Linked DNA regions of Mus musculus: all the other regions are linked to region 2. Evidence: chromatin contacts called from public promoter capture Hi-C data. All regions are on one chromosome and are shown on one strand. Each heading gives the region's core, a stretch centred on a gene start, on an enhancer-like site or on the middle of the called end of the contact. The rest is flanking DNA. Distances are from core to core; before and after follow the strand shown. Region 1 holds the start of Wtap (Wilms tumour 1-associating protein). Region 2 holds the start of Igf2r (insulin-like growth factor 2 receptor). Region 3 holds the start of Acat3 (acetyl-Coenzyme A acetyltransferase 3).

The links. Promoter capture Hi-C pulls out the DNA fragments that hold promoters and counts their contacts. Capture Hi-C pulls out chosen DNA fragments and counts their contacts.
Region 1: a contact with region 2 is called in a promoter capture Hi-C map of adipose tissue. The contact joins the promoter of Wtap here to the promoter of Igf2r in region 2. A contact is called at or near these places in 6 of 39 promoter capture datasets (cranial neural crest, erythroid cells, fetal liver and 3 more), 3 of 484 Hi-C or Micro-C datasets (CD4 T cells and embryonic stem cells), 3 of 115 datasets of contacts at active chromatin or transcription factors (the 230-238 cell line, effector CD8 T cells and embryonic limb bud) and 3 of 9 other capture datasets (adipose tissue, liver and pancreatic islet).
Region 3: a contact with region 2 is called in a promoter capture Hi-C map of liver, with 1.9 times the contacts expected there. The contact joins the promoter of Acat3 here to the promoter of Igf2r in region 2. A contact is called at or near these places in 4 of 39 promoter capture datasets (cranial neural crest, liver and stem cell-derived epiblast-like cells), 2 of 115 datasets of contacts at active chromatin or transcription factors (bone marrow-derived macrophages and memory CD8 T cells) and 3 of 9 other capture datasets (adipose tissue, liver and pancreatic islet).

What each region holds. Positions count from the first base shown.
Region 1 is chr17:12,990,942-12,993,799 of GRCm38.p6, reverse strand. It overlaps Wtap (Wilms tumour 1-associating protein), which reads left to right and starts at 1,541. Exons shown (of 8, transcript NM_001113533.1): 1 at 1,541-1,723.
Region 2 is chr17:12,768,303-12,771,092 of GRCm38.p6, reverse strand. It overlaps Igf2r (insulin-like growth factor 2 receptor), which reads left to right and starts at 1,387. Exons shown (of 48, transcript NM_010515.2): 1 at 1,387-1,693. The coding sequence starts at 1,560. All of the region lies in intron 1 of Airn (antisense Igf2r RNA), which reads right to left.
Region 3 is chr17:12,938,769-12,941,836 of GRCm38.p6, reverse strand. Acat3 (acetyl-Coenzyme A acetyltransferase 3) reads left to right here and starts at 1,441. Exons shown (of 9, transcript NM_153151.3): 1 at 1,441-1,591; 2 at 1,829-1,963. The coding sequence starts at 1,537. It also overlaps the pseudogene Gm20591.

The DNA of each region.
Region 1 (2,858 bases), core at 292-2,791, 220 kb before region 2:
CTTTAAATTTAAAATAGTGTCTCTGAACTTCTTTGGTATTTGAATTTGTATCTCATTATCTTTTACACTAGAAATCTTTGAAGAAAGTAACATTAAAATGTTTGTACTACAATATATGTAACTTCAAAACCATAGCAACAATGTTATAACTACAAATCACTTAGTGAAACTGAGTGATTCTTAGGTATCTAGGACAGAGCCCTCTGTAGGCACAGAGCCAGAGCATGAAATTCAAACACTGCAGCTATATTCTTTCTTTTGTGTATCTTTCAGTTCCGCTATCAATTTTAATTTGAATTGATTCCTTTCAATTTGTTTTGGACTCTGGAGGGATTTTCTTGTTTTACCTATTCGTTTCATAAGTTTTGAAAACTCACAAGTCTTGCTGTTTCTACCTTTATCTCCTACAGCCATTACCCTCTTTTGAGTAACTATTAAGTTTCTGCAATATTCTTCCATTTTCTCGATATGTGCCTACATATATGTGTATATGTATTTCTACACCTTGCTTTATTCACTCAAGCCAGGACTCATTCCAAAGTAACACATAACTATTAATGTCTGCATCCTCACCAGGAAACAGGATTTCAATGTATATTTCCATTATAAACAAAGTTGATCCTCCTTCTATGGAATATTTTAAGGATCTGTGAACCATCTGTTCACGTCCTTCTCCATTTTCTTTAGTTTTCCAAGGACCCTGCGATGTAAACTACCTAGTGGTGGCATCTGGTCTCTACTGTAACTGTATCCTTATAAATGATCTCAGGCAGGGCACCTACGCTGGGGATTAACCGGGCTCATAAAACCGACTAAGCCTAAATATGACTGTCCCATCTGGGAAGTGCTGAAGAGACTGCCGAGCACCGCTGTTCTTGCTAGAGTACTCCAGAACCCTCACCCGGCTGCCTTCCCGGGGCTTCCAGTCTGCCCACACGCGCAGCCTCCTGGCTCCTCGACTCAAACCCAAAGACGCCCCGGGGCAAAGCCGGCGGCCCCAAGAACGGCGACGGCTTCTAAGTCCCCCTCCCCCGCCCCCAACTTAAAACGAGGGGCGCTTAAGCATGAAGCCGCTGTCTCCCCGTTCCGGCACGATGCGCGGAAGCATCCTGAGCTGTGAGACTGCCTGGAAGAGCCAATCACGCGCTTGTCGGCTCGGATTCCTCCGCCCAGGCCGCGCAGCAGCCGCAGGTGGCCCCGCCGAGCTTGTCCGGCAGCGGCCGTCGTCCCGAGATGCCTCGCGGGTGACCTCCGACCTCGCGGGCCCGCCCTTCTCTCCGGCCGCTTCCCTTCCCAGCCCCGCTGAGCTTGCAGAGCCCCGACGGGGCCGGTGCGGGCTTCCGCGGACTGTCTCCGTGCGGCGGCGGCGTAGTGCCGCTGCCTCTCCGCGCCCCGAGGTCCCGAGCGGGGCCGAGCCGGCCGCCCCTCGCCCCTTCTCTCCAGAGGCGCCCGGCGCGGTGACCGAGGAGGCGCCCGAGAGGCGCGTCTCGGGTGAGTGGGCCACGGGCGGGGTCTCCGCGGCGCGCTCGGGGCGGGGCGCAGTCCGGGCGGGGCGGGGCCGGCGGCAGGGCCGGCTTTCCTCCCTCAGCGCCATTTTGTGGCTGCGAGACCCGCAAATAAAGGTTCTCGCCAGCGCTGCGGCGGGAGGAGCGCGGGGGGGCCGGCGGCGGCGCGGCCTCGGCCTGTGTGACTGGCGGCGCCCGCGCAGCCTCGGGCTGGGAAGGTAGGTGCAGCCCGCAGCGGGAATGGCCACGAGGGCCTGTGGGGCCGGGGAGCGAGGCGCGGCCGCCCTAGACCCGGGGAAATGCACTCCGGGCCGGAAGGGCGACCGGGCCTGCGGCCGTGCAGGTTTCCCGTTAGGCAGAGCGGTTTGCTGCCCGTGGGGATCCTTGCACCGCTTCGCGGCCATTCTACTTCCGTCCCTGACGGCAGGGGACAGGGCGGGCGTTCCCGCGGCCGGGGAGGCGGGGAGGCCGGAGGCCGCCCTCTCGGGGCTGACTGGCCATGCCGGTCCTTTCCCCGCCTCTGTCGCCCCCTCCCACCTTCCAGGGTTCGTCACCGGGGACCCAGAGGTACCCACAGTTCTGTATGGCACAAGTGAAGCATTCTGTTTTGTTTTTTGGGTTTTTTTTTTGTTAAAAACAATTCCGTACCACGTAGTAGCTTGTCTTTGCAACCACGTTCACCTGTGGACTTCCATTTTTACATAAGTGCATGCATTGTGAGAGTAGTTCTTTTTTTTTTTTTTTTTTGACAGCTTAGTGGAATTTTTCGTGAACTTCTAGTCTAGTTTTGGATTTCTGTATGGCTGATTTGACCGTATTTAAAATTGTTTTGCATAAGACAGCGGGTGCACGGTAGAACAAGACCTAAGTTTTCCTCTCTGTGTACATGTTTTATGGGCGTGGGGGGCGGCTAGGCCTTGTGCATGCACGCTAGGCCAGCCTTCTGCCGTTCAGCAATTCCCCGAGCCCACAGTTCTTGGTTTGAGAATGAGGAAGTCAGTTAATTTGACCCCAAAGGACTAAGAATACACTGTAAGCTGGTTGTAAAGATCGGTGAGCCTGTTAAAGCTTCAAGGAGCATGTTATAATCCTCTACGTTTTATTTACGCCTTTTTCATCGTTTTCACGCTCTACCCTAGCCTTTTCATTTAGTTAATTTTATTGTTTGGAAAGATAGGTGGAAGTCACAGATCAGTTACTACAAATTCTACCTTTCTTTCCCTTTAGCTTATGTTTGAGCTTTGGGACTGGAGAGTTGGCTCAGCAGTTTCTCTTCCAGCACCGGAATGATGGCTCTTGACCATCCTTAACTCTTGTTCTGGAATTTTGACTTCCCACTTCTGACCTCAGTGG
Region 2 (2,790 bases), core at 138-2,637:
TGAATGGATTACTTCATTGATCAGGTCACAGTCTTCGTGATACAACCACCTCTCAATAATGCCATCACCTGGGGACACAAGACTTCACCAAAGGCTTGGTTTATGGGGTGCTCCATTTCCAAAGCCATCCAAAGAAAATGTATTTTGGGGATGATACTTTGAGTGGAAGTTTACATTCTGGTTCACAGCTAACTCTTCATTTAGCGGTTTTCTCACTGACAACACTTGCCTGCATTAGTTCTAACACTAGAGAGGACAAACATGAACTCCAGCTTCTATCAAGGGACTACTCCTGTACCCCTGACCCTCAAATGGTCCTTCTTCATCAGGAACAGGCCATCCTCTTCCATCCAGCAGGCAGCTCCTGGAGGGATGCACGTGGAGTGAAGGAATGGAATATCTGCCTAGCTAGTAAGATCAGTTGACCAATCCTGGTGTCACAGCCAGATTGTCTTCCTGCCCAGTGACCTCTTCTTGGTTTCTTGGTAATAACAGCGGACCTGGCCACATTCAGCCAGCCTGGCTGGCCAGCAAACATCGGAGATGCCCTCGTCTCTGCCTCCCCACCAAAGTTCCAGGGGTTGGGTGCTGGGGCTTGAGCTCAGACCCGCAGGCACATTACAGTCTGAGCCATTTCCTAAGGCTCATTTACTGTACTTTCACTAGGTTACCGCCTTATGTAATATGGATGCTGCATATTATCTTTACAGAATAATAAAACTTTGTAACAGAGGTGGTGGTACACGCTTCTAAACCTAGAACTCGGTAGGCTTAAGTAGAGGGATCTGAACTCCAGTATAGCCTGAGCTACATAGTAAGCAATCTCACGCTAAAAGTTTTTTTTTGTTTGTCATTTGCTTGTTACATTTTGGTTTCTCTGCACACTGCATATTAGTCCACCAGTCACCTAACTTGCTGTAGAAAGCCCTGCTTGGGAAGTCACATTTCCACAGAGCTGCTGTGAGGCTCTCCGGGGCATGAGTCGGAAACTCCCACGCGGGATTCTAGAAAGACTGACCTCTTAACCCTGCATCCACTTGCAACACTAAACATCAACCTGGGCTTTTCCACCTAACTCCATCTCGGCCACCGTACTGGTCTCGGTTGAAGAAGAGAGAGTTAGGAAGCGCTCAAGCGCAGACGCAACCTGGGTGCTGGACGGGGAAACTGAGGTCTGGCTCTGAGGCGTCACCCCTCGCCGCGCGTGAGCAACCCTGGGGTTGTCAGGCCTCGAGTAGGTACCTGGCGCTCGTGCCCGGCCCGCAACACTTCCTGTCCCGCGCGCGTGCGATGCTCATGTGACCCGGGACTGGGCGGAGAGCACCTGAACGAGGACGTCACGTGAGCAGGAGGCGGGGCGGGGGCGGGCCGACTCAGGTCACGTGACGCTCCGGGGACGGCCACGGAGCGCCTCCTCGTCGCACTCCCCCCTGGCTCCAGTTCTCTCTCCTCTTTCTCCCTCCAGCTCCCGTTGCAGCTTCGACTCCGCTGTGGTGGCGCGACCGTGTCCCAGGCGCGGCTCCAAACGGCCAGCCGCCGTGAGCCCCACGCCACACGCGATGCGGGCCGTTCAGCTGGGACCGGTGCCCTCCGGGCCGCGCGTCGCGCTCCTGCCGCCGCTCCTGCTGCTGCTGCTCCTGGCGGCCGCGGGCTCCGCGCAGGCCCAGGCCGTCGACTTGGACGCCCTGTGCAGGTGGGTGTCTTGCGTGGCGGGCGCGGAGCCCCGAGGACACGCAGACCTCCGCCCCGCCCCGCCCCCGCGGGAAAGTTGCCCGCGTGGTGGCCGCGGCGGCGCAGGAGGACGCGCCGCCGTGGCACTGGCCCCCGGAGCCCCCCGTGCCCGGCCACTTGTGGCTGTCATAAGTCGGGCGGCTTTGTGCGACTCCCGGGGCCCGGTGTGTCCGTCGGAAGTTGCAGGGGGCAGAGCTAAGGCTGGGCTTTTGTCCCGCTGCACGTTTCCATTGAAGTTCCAGCCGTGGGGCTTCGGAGGCGTCCCCTCTAGTGTGCAGTCTCCAGGGAGTGCGAACCCACGCGATGCTCTTGGAGTTGGGTAGTGGTGGTTTCAACTGCAGATTGACCCCTTCTGTGGCAACTCTCAGTTTTCCTTATTTAAAGTAGCCATTTGTCAGTGGTTGAAGCTTTTTCTTCTTTTGACAAGGGTTGAGAGGTGGTCATCTCTGTAGGCTTTCAAGACTTTACCCTTCACGTCTCTCAGTTAGCTTCCTGTGTGGTTGCTCACATGATGTCATTGTCTCCAGAGTAGATTATTCTAGTGGAGTCTTCTGCTCTGGGATCCAAGGTTGTATAATTTCCAGTCCTGTCGAAGTTTGTTGGTGTTGGACACAGACTTGTGGGCCTAGGGAACTTCCAATACCATTAGTTTGGAGACAGGCCTCCTCTGGGCTCTTTAGGGTGAAGGGAAACCAAATCTTTTCTTGTTTTAAAAACTTTGATAAGAAGGAAGCGGGAAGAGAATCTTGAAGCCAGCTTTACCCTTGACTTTCAAAAGTGACTCAGAATGAGACGGGGCTGAGCCAAACTTGATGTTTCTAATGGTAGTCCAGGCTCTTTAGTCCTTTGTATCAGAGAGTTTTGTTCTCTCACCTGGAGTTAATAATTTGTAGGACTTGTTAGTGTAAGAATGAGCTGACCAGAATTCTATTTCTCATTTTGGAGAGTATTTGGAGGGAGACACTGCTGCACTGCGGCTTATAGACCAATTAGCTGCCCAAAGATAGATTGCTGCCCCGGTAACTTCATGATATGGAGGAAGGGTGCCCCTTAAACAAT
Region 3 (3,068 bases), core at 192-2,691, 170 kb before region 2:
TACAAGATTAAATGAGACCAAGGGTGTTCCATCTTTAATTAGATAAGACATGTTCTGGCAGAAATACCTTCCTGCTCAGCATTTTTTTTCTCAGATAATAGTGTGTGCCCAAGGTTACATCTGCTTTCAAAAGTTACACTTGTAGTTTGCCTTGAGTTAGGCAACTATGTAATAACAGTGTAAGGCTAAAGCCAGGTGCTAAAGCCAGGTATGGGGGCACCCAGCTTTCACCCCAGCATTCAGGGAGTAAAAGCAGGTAGATCCCTAAATTCCAGGCCAACCTGACCTACATCGTGGCATAGGTCAGCTAAGGGCTACATTATAAAATCACGTCTGAGAGAGAGAGAGAGAGAGAGAGAGAGAGAGAGAGAGAGAGAGTTAAATTGTTGGGACCTGAGTTAGTTCCCAGCCCCCACATAGTGACTCAGAATCATCCTAACTCCATTCCAGGGAATCCAATGCCTTTTTCTGACCTACCTGGGGAACTAGGAACATAAACGGTGCACATACATGTATGCAGGCAAACAAAAACTCAAAACACTGATATACATAAAATAAATCTAGTAAGATTTTTTCCTTTGGAAAAATATATATACATGTATTTATGCACATATATATGTATGCGCTTGTGTGCGTGCATGGGTGCGTGTGTTTGTGTGTGTGGCCAAGCTCTGAAGTGAAGCACACTGGCCCTTCCTGTCTGAAAGCCCAGCCTCACCCCAGCCTGTAGGATTTAGAGTAGTTGCGTGGCCTCTGCAGAAATAACTTCTGCTTGCACACATTCTGTGGATTATTTGGACCGCTTGTGGGAGGACCGATTTCTAGCAAGGTAGAGGTAATTAGAAAGTCCAGACAAATTCTGACTTTGGCTGCAGGTGTTTTAAACAGCCGTGATCTGTGGCCCTAAGGGACCTTTAATGAATAAGATCTTCAGATCACCTTCCATCCTCGGCCCCTGGGGTTCTCCTCTAGCCAAGAACACGACTTTTAGCAACCAAGTGAACTAGGGTTTACAGCGCCCAGGCACACTTGGAGAAATCTCAAAGTTCCTGCGAATTGACCGACACTGTATCCTGTTCCTTCTGGCGTGTTCGGGAATTATAGCCAGGGCATTCCAGTCCCGGCTGAATCATCAGAGGTAGACTTTTAGTCACCCTCATTGTTTCGAAAATACACAAAAACAGACAGAAAAGGGATACAGAGAAAGATTCCGGGATTGTGTTGCAAGCGTTCAAAGTCCACAGCTTGAGACTTCCCCCAACGCTGATCGCTCTCACTCTAACACCCGGAACCCCCAGGTCTCTATCTATGTCACACTCTAAGACCCCTAGACCTTGCACACCCTGTTCTTCACCATCCCTGAGCTGAGGAGGAGTGGGGATCAGGGGAGCTGCTGAGCAGGGGCGGGGCGGGGAGGGCGGGGCGGGGCGGGGCGGGGCGGAGCCGTTGAGGCTCCATCTCCAACTCAGCCAGAATTTAGCAAAGTTTGCTTCAGCTGCAGCCAGGGCTGTGCAGACGCCAGGGGAGAGCAACAGGATGAACACAAGATCCGACCCAGTGGTCATCGTCTCGGCGGCCCGTACCGCCATAGGTCAGTGTTGCGGAGGCTTCCCACCTGCTACCCTACAGGTGCACAGAGAACCCTGCCAACTGCCTGCTTGCATGCCTGATGGTTCATCTGTCACCCTGTGGTGGCAGATACTAGTGGTCTGAATTTGGGCAGCCCTGGGCTTGGCAAAGCACTGATTTAAAGTCCCCACCCTCCCCCTCGGTGGTCCTCAGTGTGCTCTTGGTTCAGATTCCTTCCCTCTTCCCCATTCCATTGTAGGCTCCTTCAATGGTGCCCTGTCCACCGTGCCTGTCCACGAAATGGGGACAACTGTCATCAAAGAAGTCCTGCAGAGGGCCAAGGTGGCTCCAGAAGAGGTGTCCGAGGTCATATTTGGACATGTCTTGACGGCAGGTAACTCCTCAGTAGCCCAGGACAGATCTGGTTCACTAGAAACAGCATTTATTTATATGTGTGTGTGTGCGCGCACACACACCACCACCACCATACATTGCTTTGCTTGGAGTTCTCTCTGCTAGGATTCTTTCTGTCCCTCCTCCTTCCTCTGGCTGAAGTCACAGCTCCTTTACAAGCCTTTTCGGTGAGTGATCTTAGACCACGGGACTGTATCGCCTTTGCATTGTTAGAAGCACAGCAAAGTATTCACAGTCCTCCACATACCCCTAACATGTCACACAGTCAATAAAAGTGTGTGGGCCTGGCACTGTGCCACAGCTGCGAGTGGGGCTGCAGCAGAGCAGCTCTACCCTGGTCCACTTTGTCAGGAGATCAGCTGTCCCTCACTCCAGGGGACTGTCCGGAGAAAGGCAGGAGAGTCTAAGAATGCTTCATCATAGCTCTGATTCCTGCTGGGCTTGGAGATCAGTGACTACTGATGTTGATGATTGGTTTGGGGCCTGGGTGTATAGATCAGTGGTGAAGTGTGTGGTGAGCATGCATGTGGTCATGAGTTCCCACTCCTGCCCTGCCCTGTGCTCCCTCAGCACACATTTGAATCAACTGTAGAGAAAATTGTTAATATTCAATACCAAGTTCTGCTCTTACTCTGTCTGAGACCATTTGTATGTGTGCCAGTTGAATATTCTGTATTTTTTTAATGGGTGTTTTGTCTGCATATATGTCTATATACCACTTGCCTGCCTGGTGCTAGCAGAAGCTAGAAGAAGGCATTGTCTTCCCTGGTCCTGGAGTTATAGATGTTTGTGGTTGTGAGCTGCCGTGTGGGTGATGGGAATCACCACCCCCAGCCCCCCAGAGAAGCCAGTGTTCCTAACCACTGAGCCATCTCTTCAAACCCCTGAACATTTGGAAAGTTTTTTTCTTTTTTCTTTTTTCAAGACAGTTTCTCTGTGTAGCCCTGACTATCCTGGAACTCACTCTGTAGACCAGGCTGGCCTCAAACTCAAAAATCTGCCTGCCTCTGTCTCCTAAGTGCTGGGAATAAAGGCGTTTGCCACCATTGCCCAGTGGAAAGGTTCTTATTTCAGAATTTACAACC